Regions from separate parts of the Zea mays genome. Here regions 1 and 3 are each linked to region 2. A link is a contact called in public Hi-C and HiChIP or PLAC-seq data. All regions are on one chromosome and are shown on one strand. Each heading gives the region's core, a stretch centred on a gene start, on an enhancer-like site or on the middle of the called end of the contact. The rest is flanking DNA. Distances are from core to core; before and after follow the strand shown.

Region 1 (3,346 bases), core at 607-3,106, 220 kb after region 2:
CCAGCTCATCTCAATCTTATTCTTTCCTTTCCTGTGGGTGCGGACTGCATGGTGGTGACCGCTCCCTATGATGCCCATGACACGACATGTCCAACAACTAAGTGTGGCAGAGATGAGTATGTTGCGCTGGATATGTGGCCACACAAGGAGAGATCGAGTCTGGAATGATGATATACGAGAGAGAGTAGGAGTGGCGCCAATTGAGGAGAAGCTTATGCAACATCGTTTGAGATGGTTTGGACATATCCAACGAAGACCTGGAGAGGCACCAGTGCATATTGGAATAATTAGGCGTCCCGAGAATGTGAAGAGAGGTAGAGGTCGACCAACCTTGACGTGGACAGAGGCTATGAAAAGGGACCTGAAGGAGTGAAATATTGATAAAGAGCTCGCCGTGGATAGGAAGGAGTGGAAGTGTGCAATTCACGTGCCAGAACCCTGATTTGTAGTTTCGCTTTTCCTCCTTAATCATTTGACCTTTTCTTGTGCCCCTTTAGATCTTGCTGGTTCTTGTGGGTTTTATTTATTTTTATGTGTTTCCCCGTTTCGTCGTTTTTCGGTTCTCCTTTGCCTTTGTCTCCCTTTTCTTTTCTTTGGGGTTGAGCTCTGAGATTTTCATATGGGGTTTCATCTCTAGCCTACCCCAACGTGCTTGGGACAAAAAGGCTTTGTTGTTGTTGTTGTCTAAACATTTTTACATAGGCATTTGCAAAAGTGGTTCATTTTAAATTGGACATGATTAGAAACAAACGAGATGATAGCATAATTACAAATGTATCTATTGATTTGTTTCAATCAAAGTAAAGGAAAATGTAATCGTTAATAAAGAAGAGAATTATACCATATAAGTTGAGATAACCAGAAAAGAAAATTTCTACTATGACTTTTTCTGTTAGACAGAACCATGTATTTGATGGCAAGGTAGTGGGGGTATTTTACATATAAAATTCCAACCTTTTCAGAAACAGTTGTCCCGGAATTTGTGGTTTGCCTTTATTTGAGTAGAGAGGACAAATTTTGATTGGCCCTACACCAATATATGCTAGAATCTCTAATCAAGAGACCACCCCTGATCCCCTGTTTTCACCACTGAGGTTAGGCCCTGTTGCCTGCATTTCAGTGGTCATGCTTGTGTCACCGGAATCAGAATTGACAAATGAATTTGGTGAGTTATTCAACAATAGTTACAAGTACAAGGCACCTTTTCTACAAAATTCCCAAAATCTACCACAGCATGAATAGACAGTTTGGGTCTCAGTTCCTCTTGTTTATATGTGAAAAACGGCCGTCCCCAGTTCCTCCTGTTTGCAAACCACCATTTTAAAAAAAAAATCTCAAAAAACACTCGTGGTATTGTGCAAGAGAGGATTTTCTTACCAAGGAATCCTTCTGAAGCTGCAGAATCACCCTTGCAAGTTGACTTTATATATGGAAAATATGGAAGCGCCAAGCGGGTATGGACCTATGATTGGATTCCTGCGTGGTGCAGCTGGGCCCTCAGTGAAAGGGAAAGATTCTAACAAATAAATAAAAACAAAATTACGATGGTGTCCCCACAACCTTTGTTGTAACGACGACGCCAAAAAATAAGGGCAACACCAAGCGAAGCCCGGCCAAGCAATTTTTTTTGTTCTCCTTTCCGTTTCGCAGCGCAGCAGGATCCACTAGGACCACTAGATGCAGTGGAGCATCGAGCCATTTCCGGGGGTGAGTTGAGGTGAGCAGAACCGAGCTACCTGGTGGAGGCTGGCACCTAGCTAATCCACAGGAGGAAGAGAGGAGAACGGGAGCCTTTTTGATGACAAGAACGGAGGCGTCAGGCGTGTGATTAACAGTGAGCTGCTTGCTACCTAACTATCAATCTCTTTCGCTGCTTGCTTTCCATTGAAAATGATGTGTTCTCCCACACCCTGCAACCTGAAGGCAACATGCCTAGCACAAAATTCTCCCAAGGATTCCCATGGTTTCCTAGCCCAAGATGTGCATGGAGCCTTGCTTCTTGATCTCCAGCAGAACAGAAGTGAAGCACTGTGGCCTTGCATGCCCAAGTTTTGTTGTTAGCGTTACCAAGATCATAGCTACCACTGATGCAGTGCGTTCGCGATGAACTGTGTAGAGCAGGTTCTGAAGAGAGTGTTACCTGCATCTGCATGGAAGAGGGAGGAGACCCGCAGCTTCCGAGCATCTCCGTGGCACGCACCACGTCCGAAGGCGCGGGGGCCGTCGACTTGGATCTCCTTGAGCAGCTACTGTCCGGCGACAACGGTTGGCTCGAGGTGGTCTCGCGCTCGCCCAACTCGGTAGCGTTTCCTCCACCCTCGGCCTTCTTCTCGGCTGACGCGACGGCCACCACAGTGACGACGACGGCGGCGCCGGCCGCGAACGCCAGCTGGTTGATTCAGACGGGCGGCGCGAGCACCCCCTCCGTGCGGGAGCGGTTCAGCCAGGCCCTGTCCTACATCCGTGATACGCAGAGCGACGGCGACGTCCTCGTGCAGCTCTGGGTGCCGGTCAACCGCGATGACGGGAAGCTGGTGCTGACCACCAGCGGTCAGCCGTTCACGCTCGACCACCGCTCCGACAGCCTCATCCGGTTCAGGGAGGTGTCCACCAAGTACCAGTTCCCAGCCGACGTTAGGTCAGGGGAGTCACCAGGGTTGCCAGGGAGGGTCTTCATCGGCAGGCTCCCTGAGTGGTCGCCGGACATCAGGTGCTTCACCAGCTACGAGTACGCCAGGGTGACAGATGCAAAGTACCTCGATGTCCACGGCACCATGGGGCTGCCAGTGTTCGAGAAAAGAAGTTACAGTTGCCTGGGCGTTATCGAGCTGATCATGACAAAGCAGAAGCTCAACTTCACCTCTGAGCTCAACACCATCTGCAGTGCTCTACAGGTAGGAGACCTCAATCTCACTGCCCCTGAAAGTTCAGAGAAGTATACCGCAAATGCGTTAGGTTAGGAGATCCACTCACCAGCTTAGGACATGTTTAGAAGCACCCAATTTTTAATAAACTTATGGAGGACATATTTAGAAGCACCCAATTTTTAATAAACTTATGGAAATTGAGGTGGTTCCAAACATATGGCTCGGTTTATAGAAATTGAATTCTCAATTTCTTAAAACCAAGAAGCTAATTTCTCCTAACTAAAATATAAAAACCAGTTTTTTAAAAACCGGCTTGAAATACCTGCACGACAATTATTTACTGTAGAAAATCAATAGAGTGTTTCCAGATCTGGGCTTTCCTATTATGACAAGGGTCTTTGCAGGCAGTTAATCTCAGAAGTACAGAAGTTTCGAGCATTCCACGCAAAAAGGTGAGCAGAAAATAAATTATACACTCG
Region 2 (3,349 bases), core at 427-2,926:
CTTATTAGAGATATGGCTATCTATCCAAAAGAACTTATCAGGTGTTTGTACCGTGGCCATCCAGATAGTCCTCCATGGTCTGTGAATGCCTGTTCAATCATCATCAACCGTTCATTGATGCCTCTAACCTTCAAGGGATTGTTTCTACATTGGGACCAAAATTTTCCATGTCTGTAGAGCCTAACAAAAAACTAAAAAGTTAAACAATGTTGAAAGCATGAATCAGGAAACAACATGCAACAATCTGGAGAATATATACCTTTAATTCAGAATCCACTTTTATAACTGCCTTTCTGAACTCTTTGATTGACTTGTGTAAGGGTGACAAGCTCACACAGACATTCACAGTACTCTTTCAGATACCCAATGCTCCATTCTGATAACCAGGACAACTGTCGTGATTCTATAAATTTGGACTTACCAAAAAATAGAAAATGGGAAAAAACTGAAATAGGTGAATCTATAATTTGTTTGGGAGCTCCTAAGGAGAGGTCAAGCTCTGTGGCATAATTGTTGTAGTGGAAGGGTAGGATACTCTCATCTGAGAGCCTAAGAGCAACAAGCCCTCGCATGCTTGCAGCTGAAAAGGAAATATAAAGTTAATTCTAGATGTTGCCAAGTATCCAACACAATTAGTATGATCCACTTTCACTAACCAACTCTGCCAAAGTACGGTTAAAGGATCGCATAGGCAATTTCACCGCAACAAACTTATATGTACGTTTCATTCTACAAAGACAACAAAACTTTTTTAACAGACTATCGCTGGGATGAGAAATGTGATACATTTCTAACTAATTTTCAATCTAACAAACCTGATAGCCACCGGTGAGGACTTTGAGGGTGTTGGCGACACACGTACCGCGCTGGTGGCACTTGGCGAGAAGGTTGCAGCCTTGCAGCCTTGCAGGGGTAGAGGTGAAAAGGAACCTCCACCCCCTTCCTATCTGCTTCGATATCTATTAATCCTAGATTCGGTAGCTATCATCATCGTCTAGAAAAAAAACATACCTGTGCATTCGGGTTACCCGAAATATTTTAGTCGAATAATTCGGTATTAAAAGCAACTACCCAATTTTTTGTTTTAAAAACTATTACCCGAAATTTCGGGTTCGGATTTTACTGGATATACCCAAAATTGACAAAACCAACCATTTTCAATAGAGATTTCAGTTTTGGATATCGTTTAAAAATTTCAAATAATTTTTAAGGGAAATTTGGATCCATACCATTAAAAGATCACCACTTTGGATCTATACCATTACTATCTCACTTACATGTGGGTCCACATGAGTCAATGACATGTGGGGTCCATGGTATATATCTAAAGTTTGGATCTTTTAATAGTATAGATCCAATTATTCCAATTTTTAAATGTAAAAATAAAAAGGTACTTCTTCGAGGTAACCCCGCGTGGGCTTCCAAATGCCGGGGAAATCTGGTCTGTGGCCGAGTTCCACGCGGGTTTCTGCTAGAAGGAAAGCCAGGGACATTCACAGCATTCGGACTTCCAAACGAGGCCCCAAAGGCCCAGTAGACTTCTTACTCCGCTGATCTGGATCGGACGGCCAGAGTGTCGCTTCTCTTGATCCGACGGCGCCAGTGGACTTGCACGGCACTTTATAGGGCACTCCCACCGCCGAACCCTAGTTTCTGGTTTATCTTCCACCGCGCTTCGCCCACTCGCTCCAGCCGCTTCACCGCGCCGCCACCGCCACCGCGAGGATGGTACGTCGATCGCGCTTAGTGTCAGTGGTGTTAGTTCCGGTGGGGGTTATGAGTTGTGCGGGTTCTGACTTGGGGTTTTGTGTGTTTGTGCTATGCGTGCAGCCGTTCAAGAGGTTCGTGGAGATCGGGCGCGTGGCCCTGGTGAACTACGGGGAGGACTATGGCCGTCTCGTTGTCATCGTCGATGTGGTCGACCAGAACAGGGTAAGGACTGACCTTTAGGCTCGTGCTTTGTACTACTGGTAGTAATGGGTTTGTATCTGCTGATCTTCGTTAGAAATGTGAACAATCGCTGTATTTGGTAGCACCTGATTCAATTTATTTGAATTGGCCAAGTAGCGTGCCCTCGTGCCCTCATCTAGCGGTTAACCATACCTACTCTTGAGATAAATGGAGGAGATAGTACCTTAGCATTTGGCAATGCCAGGAGGCTAAGGGCTGTTTGCCAAACTTGTTCCCCGAATGAACCAAGACCGAATCCCTCGTTTAGATTCCTTTTAAGGTGCAACGAATGTTCAGTATCTAGCAACCTATCTCTGCGTTGCCTTGATTATTTGTCTTGCTGTAATTGATTAATCAAGCATTCAAGCCCTCATCGCCTTGTTGCATTCTGTGAACCAGGCACTTGTGGATGCCCCTGATATGGTCAGGTGCCAGGTGAACTTCAAGCGGCTCTCACTTACTGACATCAAGATTGACATCAAACGTGTCCCCAAGAAGACAGCCCTGATCAAGGCGATGGAGGAAGCTGGTAACTCTAGAGCTTATGTTGTGGACCTCTTTAGCACCGCCACACTTTATTCAACTTCTATATTCTAGATGATTGCCCATAAGAGAATGGTGACACTTATTTGATCTCTTGCTATTCTTTTTTCAGATGTGAAGACCAAGTGGGAGAACAGCTCATGGGGCAAGAAGCTGATTGTCCAGAAGAGGAGAGCATCGCTCAATGACTTTGATAGGTTCAAAGTCATGCTGGCGAAGATTAAGGTCAGGAACCTTCCTGTCAAATGTCTAGTTCCTGTTGACAGTGTCTATATTGCTGGCTCACACTTTCTTTTTCTTTTATGTGAACAGAGGGGCGGTGCTATCAGGCAAGAGCTCGCCAAGCTGAAGAAGGCGTCCACGGCTTAAGGAGTCTCTTTCCGTGAATGTCATGTTAGAGTTTTTGGTTATGAGTTGGATCAGCAATTCGATTGAGCGTTGTCAAAGCCAGAATTACCAATATGTTCCCTGTAAACCCATTTCAAACTTTATCAAGCACGGGCGTGCTCAGGATACTTTTGCCATGAATGATATGGAATATCTATGGTAGCTTGTGGCAAATGTGTAACGAGGCCGCAAATCTCGTGACTATCAACTCAAAGTTTCTTCCTCACATTTCAAAGGGTATCGTTAGCTAAAAATATAGGCAAGGGAGCTAAATGATGAGTTGGGCGGGCAATTAACTGTTACGACAAGTCTAGGCTGAAAATACAAGCGTCTGACCATCCAACACTTGATCATTGATCTTCTTGATGAGACTCAACAGTCACGTGATCCATTTTGATCGTTGATCTTTGATGAGGCTCAATAGTCACGATGACATTGTATAGGAGCGTATGGTCTAATTCCCTAGCTA
Region 3 (3,285 bases), core at 375-2,874, 150 kb after region 2:
GCAGTTGGCACACCGGACAGTCTACAGGACCTGTCCGGTGCACCACCGGACAGCCCAGAGGCCCCACAAGTCAGAGCTCCAACGGTCGAACCCCAACGGTCTGCTGACGTGGCTGGCGCACCGGACAGTGTCCGGTGGCGCACCGGACTGTCTGGTGCGCCATGCGACAGCACACTTCCAACGGTCATTTTTGGTGGTTGGGGCTATAAATACCCTAACCACCCCACATTCAATGGCATCCAAGTTTCTACACTTCTACACCTTACAAGAGCTATAGCATTCAATGCAAGACACACCAAAGAGATCAAATCATCTCCCAACTCCACACAAAGCTTTAGTGATTAGAGAGAGAGATTTGTTGTGTTCATTTGAGCTCTTGCGCTTGGATTGCTTCTTTTGTTTCTCATTATTTCGTGATCAACTTAATTGTAACCGAGGCAAGAGACACCAATTGTGTGGTGGTCCTTGCGGGGACTTTGTGTCCCGTTTGATTGAGAAGAGAAGCTCACTCGGTCTAAGTGACCGTTCGAAAGAGGGAAAGGGTTGAAAGAAACCCGGTCTTCGTGACCACCTCAACGGGGAGTAGGTTTGCAAGAACCGAACCTCGGTAAAACAAATCCTTGTGTCTCACTCTTTATTTGCTTGCGATTTGTTTTCACCCTCTCTCTCGGACTCATTCATATTTCTAACGCTAACCCGGCTTGTAGTTGTGCTTAAGTTTATAAATTTCAGATTCGCCCTATTCACCCCCCTCTAGGCGACTTTCAGTTATTATTTTTTCTTAAAAGGAATGAAAGAATGTAGGTAGTTTATTCTTTTTAAGATGTACCATTGTCCTGGCATCATCCCCATCTCTCCATCGTGTAAATATATATGTCTCAAGTGTTCCACTTTTCCCTTTTCCTTCCATAAGAGTTGAGGTGGGCATGAAAGCACCATTTTTTCCTAGTTTCTTTGTATGGGTCTTCTGAAATTATGTACATTTATATTTTGTGGCAAGCGGAGAGATTGTTGTGTAATTTCCATTGTACCAAACGTCCAAACCCCTCTTACCAATAGAAGTCCCTTGGATTGTTTGTCACATTGCAGATTGCTTTAATACTTGCTTTAAACTATCTGCAAAATCTTCATGTGATTCTTTAGGGTCCCTTTGGCAGGGCTTCCGAGAACTGTTTATGTTCTGGCTTCATATTTTATTAGGTGAGTGCCCATGCGTCACAGGGCCGAGTTTCTCTTCGGTGTCATCCCGGACAGCTCATATATGTCATCCTCTATCTCATAATTATATAACACATATGAGCATATATAAGTTATCGATATGTCCCCGTTGCAACGCACGGGCACTGACCTATAAGAAGATAAGAGAATAATTTTAGGGGTCTTTTAGAGGTGCTCACATTTTCTTAAAAAACCAATAAAATGTATGCACTGAAATTTTCGATAAAACATATTAGTGGCACAAAAAAGTATAGAAATAATTAAACATGATAAACTACATATACAAGGAAAACACGAAGGAAAAAAAAGAGAGGCAACAGAGGCATGTTGCTTCCCCACTTGGCCTATATGGGCTGGCTCTGATATGATATCCTGATGCGCAAATTTCTCCAATACATCTCCATCTCACTACTTCACTTTCACTCTCTCCTGTAGTCCTGTGGCTTCTTTCGTGGCGGCGCCGTCCTCCTCGTCGGGCTCTTCCCGCCGACGAGCATCCACCTGGTACGCCCTTCTTTCTCTTCCCGGTGTGCGAACGGAGTACCACAAAACCTAATGCGAGCTATTTGTATCCAGATCTTATGTCGGTTGGGTCTTATCATCTGACTCAGTTATATGTTTACACACACTAAATTCAATTTGTTTTGAAAAAAAAATCATACGAACCTGTTCGCTGCAGTGCAGGCACTACAGCAGCAGCCGCTGTTTTCTACAGTAACCTGTGAGGCGGAACTACACTGTAGTTTTTTCGGGGGGCTCCGGATTGCTGTTCGAAAGCGGCAGCAGCCGGCACGATAGTAATCGAGAGCAGGTGTATTTCCTGTACTGCCCCCCCCCCCCCCCCCCCCCCCCCCCGCATGTTTGCTTATCATAGATATGAAGTTCCTAGTCGCCGTCAGTTTGTCTCCAGCGATTGTTGTGTTCTTGTTTACTCATATTTTACTGCCGGGTACCTTTATCTCCTGTACTCTGTGATAAAAATGTTCAAAACAACATGAGCAAAGTCGCACAAACTGTATTCTGCAAGTATGTAATGCTTGCGTCAGATTGTGGCTGGAAACTGCACAGGTAGCATAACTGAAAAAAAAAATTTAAAACTAAATTTTACAATTGACTTGGCATGTGGCAAGTTGGTCTTCGTGCTTGTTGGTAACTAATACCATTAAATGCTGCTGATGACATATAAATCGATCCAGGTTACTTCGTGGCAGAGGCACCATGCCTCGTGGTGACAACCCGCACTCAGTTTCAGAGAATACGGCAGCACTGAGGGAATCACCAAAACAGCCCAAGAATGTTGTTAATGAGCAACCCACAACTTCTCCTTTTCCTGAAAACAAAGTTGCTGCTACAGTTGGCATAAAGCGACCACAGCCTTATGGCCCCTTGAGTCCGACCAATCATCACACGCTGGGCAATCCAGGGGCAAATGGCCATCTTGTGTATGTGCGAAGGAGGCTTGAAACTGATCAGAGCAAAGGGGTTACTGCTACCCACGGAGAAAGTGCCAGTTCTACAAGCTTGAAGAAAGCTTGTGCAGGCAGCTTGCAGTCACAGGGACGAATTCTGAAGCATCAAAACAATGCAACTCACACCCAGTGTGCTCCCCGATTTGCATCTCCAGCTGCTGCTACATCCTCCCCTGCTTTGCAACCTGCAGTTTTGTCTCCTCACTGTTCTTTTGGGAAGCAATCTCCAGGAAAGGTTGCTGCCCAGCCAGCTAATGATGTGACTACTAGTCTGCCACATGCTAGCAATGTGGTCTCCTCTGCTTCAGTGCTTCAAAGCTCTGTATCTGCTAACTTAGCACCAAGCAGTGTTTCGGCTGCTAACACAGCATCTCGCGCTGCTATATCTGCTACTAATTTAGCATCTTGCAGTGCTCTGGGTACCAATGCATCATCTAATGATGCTACTACTACTTTAGCATCTAATCAAGCTCATGAGCCAAGATCGAGCAATCAGGATCGGAGTGAAAGATTCCTTCGTCTGCAGGAATTCTTGAGACATAATGAGCAATCTGACCAGGAAGAATATGTACATAGTAAGCTACTATTTCATCTTAGT

Evidence for each region. Hi-C and Micro-C count contacts between places; a contact is called where the count stands out from the background. HiChIP or PLAC-seq counts read pairs in DNA pulled down with a chosen protein or histone mark.
Region 1: a contact with region 2 is called in a Hi-C map of ear, with 2.9 times the contacts expected there. The contact joins the promoter of LOC100285205 here to the promoter of LOC100192835 in region 2. A contact is called at or near these places in 4 of 25 Hi-C or Micro-C datasets (ear, endosperm and leaf).
Region 3: a contact with region 2 is called in an H3K4me3 HiChIP or PLAC-seq map of leaf, with 4 times the contacts expected there. The contact joins the promoter of LOC100278236 here to the promoter of LOC100192835 in region 2. A contact is called at or near these places in 1 of 25 Hi-C or Micro-C datasets (leaf) and 1 of 3 datasets of contacts at active chromatin or transcription factors (leaf).

The regions. Positions count from the first base shown.
Region 1 is chr2:203,975,074-203,978,419 of Zm-B73-REFERENCE-NAM-5.0, forward strand. LOC100285205 (NIN-like protein 1) reads left to right here and starts at 1,857. Exons shown (of 4, transcript NM_001158099.2): 1 at 1,857-2,894; 2 at 3,272-3,319. The coding sequence starts at 2,088. LOC103647637 (a long non-coding RNA gene) reads right to left here and starts at 2,506. Exons shown (of 3, transcript XR_004856409.1): 1 at 1,561-2,506; 2 at 1,378-1,476.
Region 2 is chr2:203,758,683-203,762,031 of Zm-B73-REFERENCE-NAM-5.0, forward strand. It overlaps LOC100192835 (60 ribosomal protein L14), which reads left to right and starts at 1,677. Exons shown (of 5, transcript NM_001138026.1): 1 at 1,677-1,728; 2 at 1,831-1,932; 3 at 2,350-2,479; 4 at 2,606-2,718; 5 at 2,806-3,051. The coding sequence starts at 1,726. The coding sequence ends at 2,862.
Region 3 is chr2:203,904,006-203,907,290 of Zm-B73-REFERENCE-NAM-5.0, forward strand. It overlaps LOC100278236, which reads left to right and starts at 1,625. Exons shown (of 4, transcript NM_001367354.1): 1 at 1,625-1,722; 2 at 2,415-3,262. The coding sequence starts at 2,437.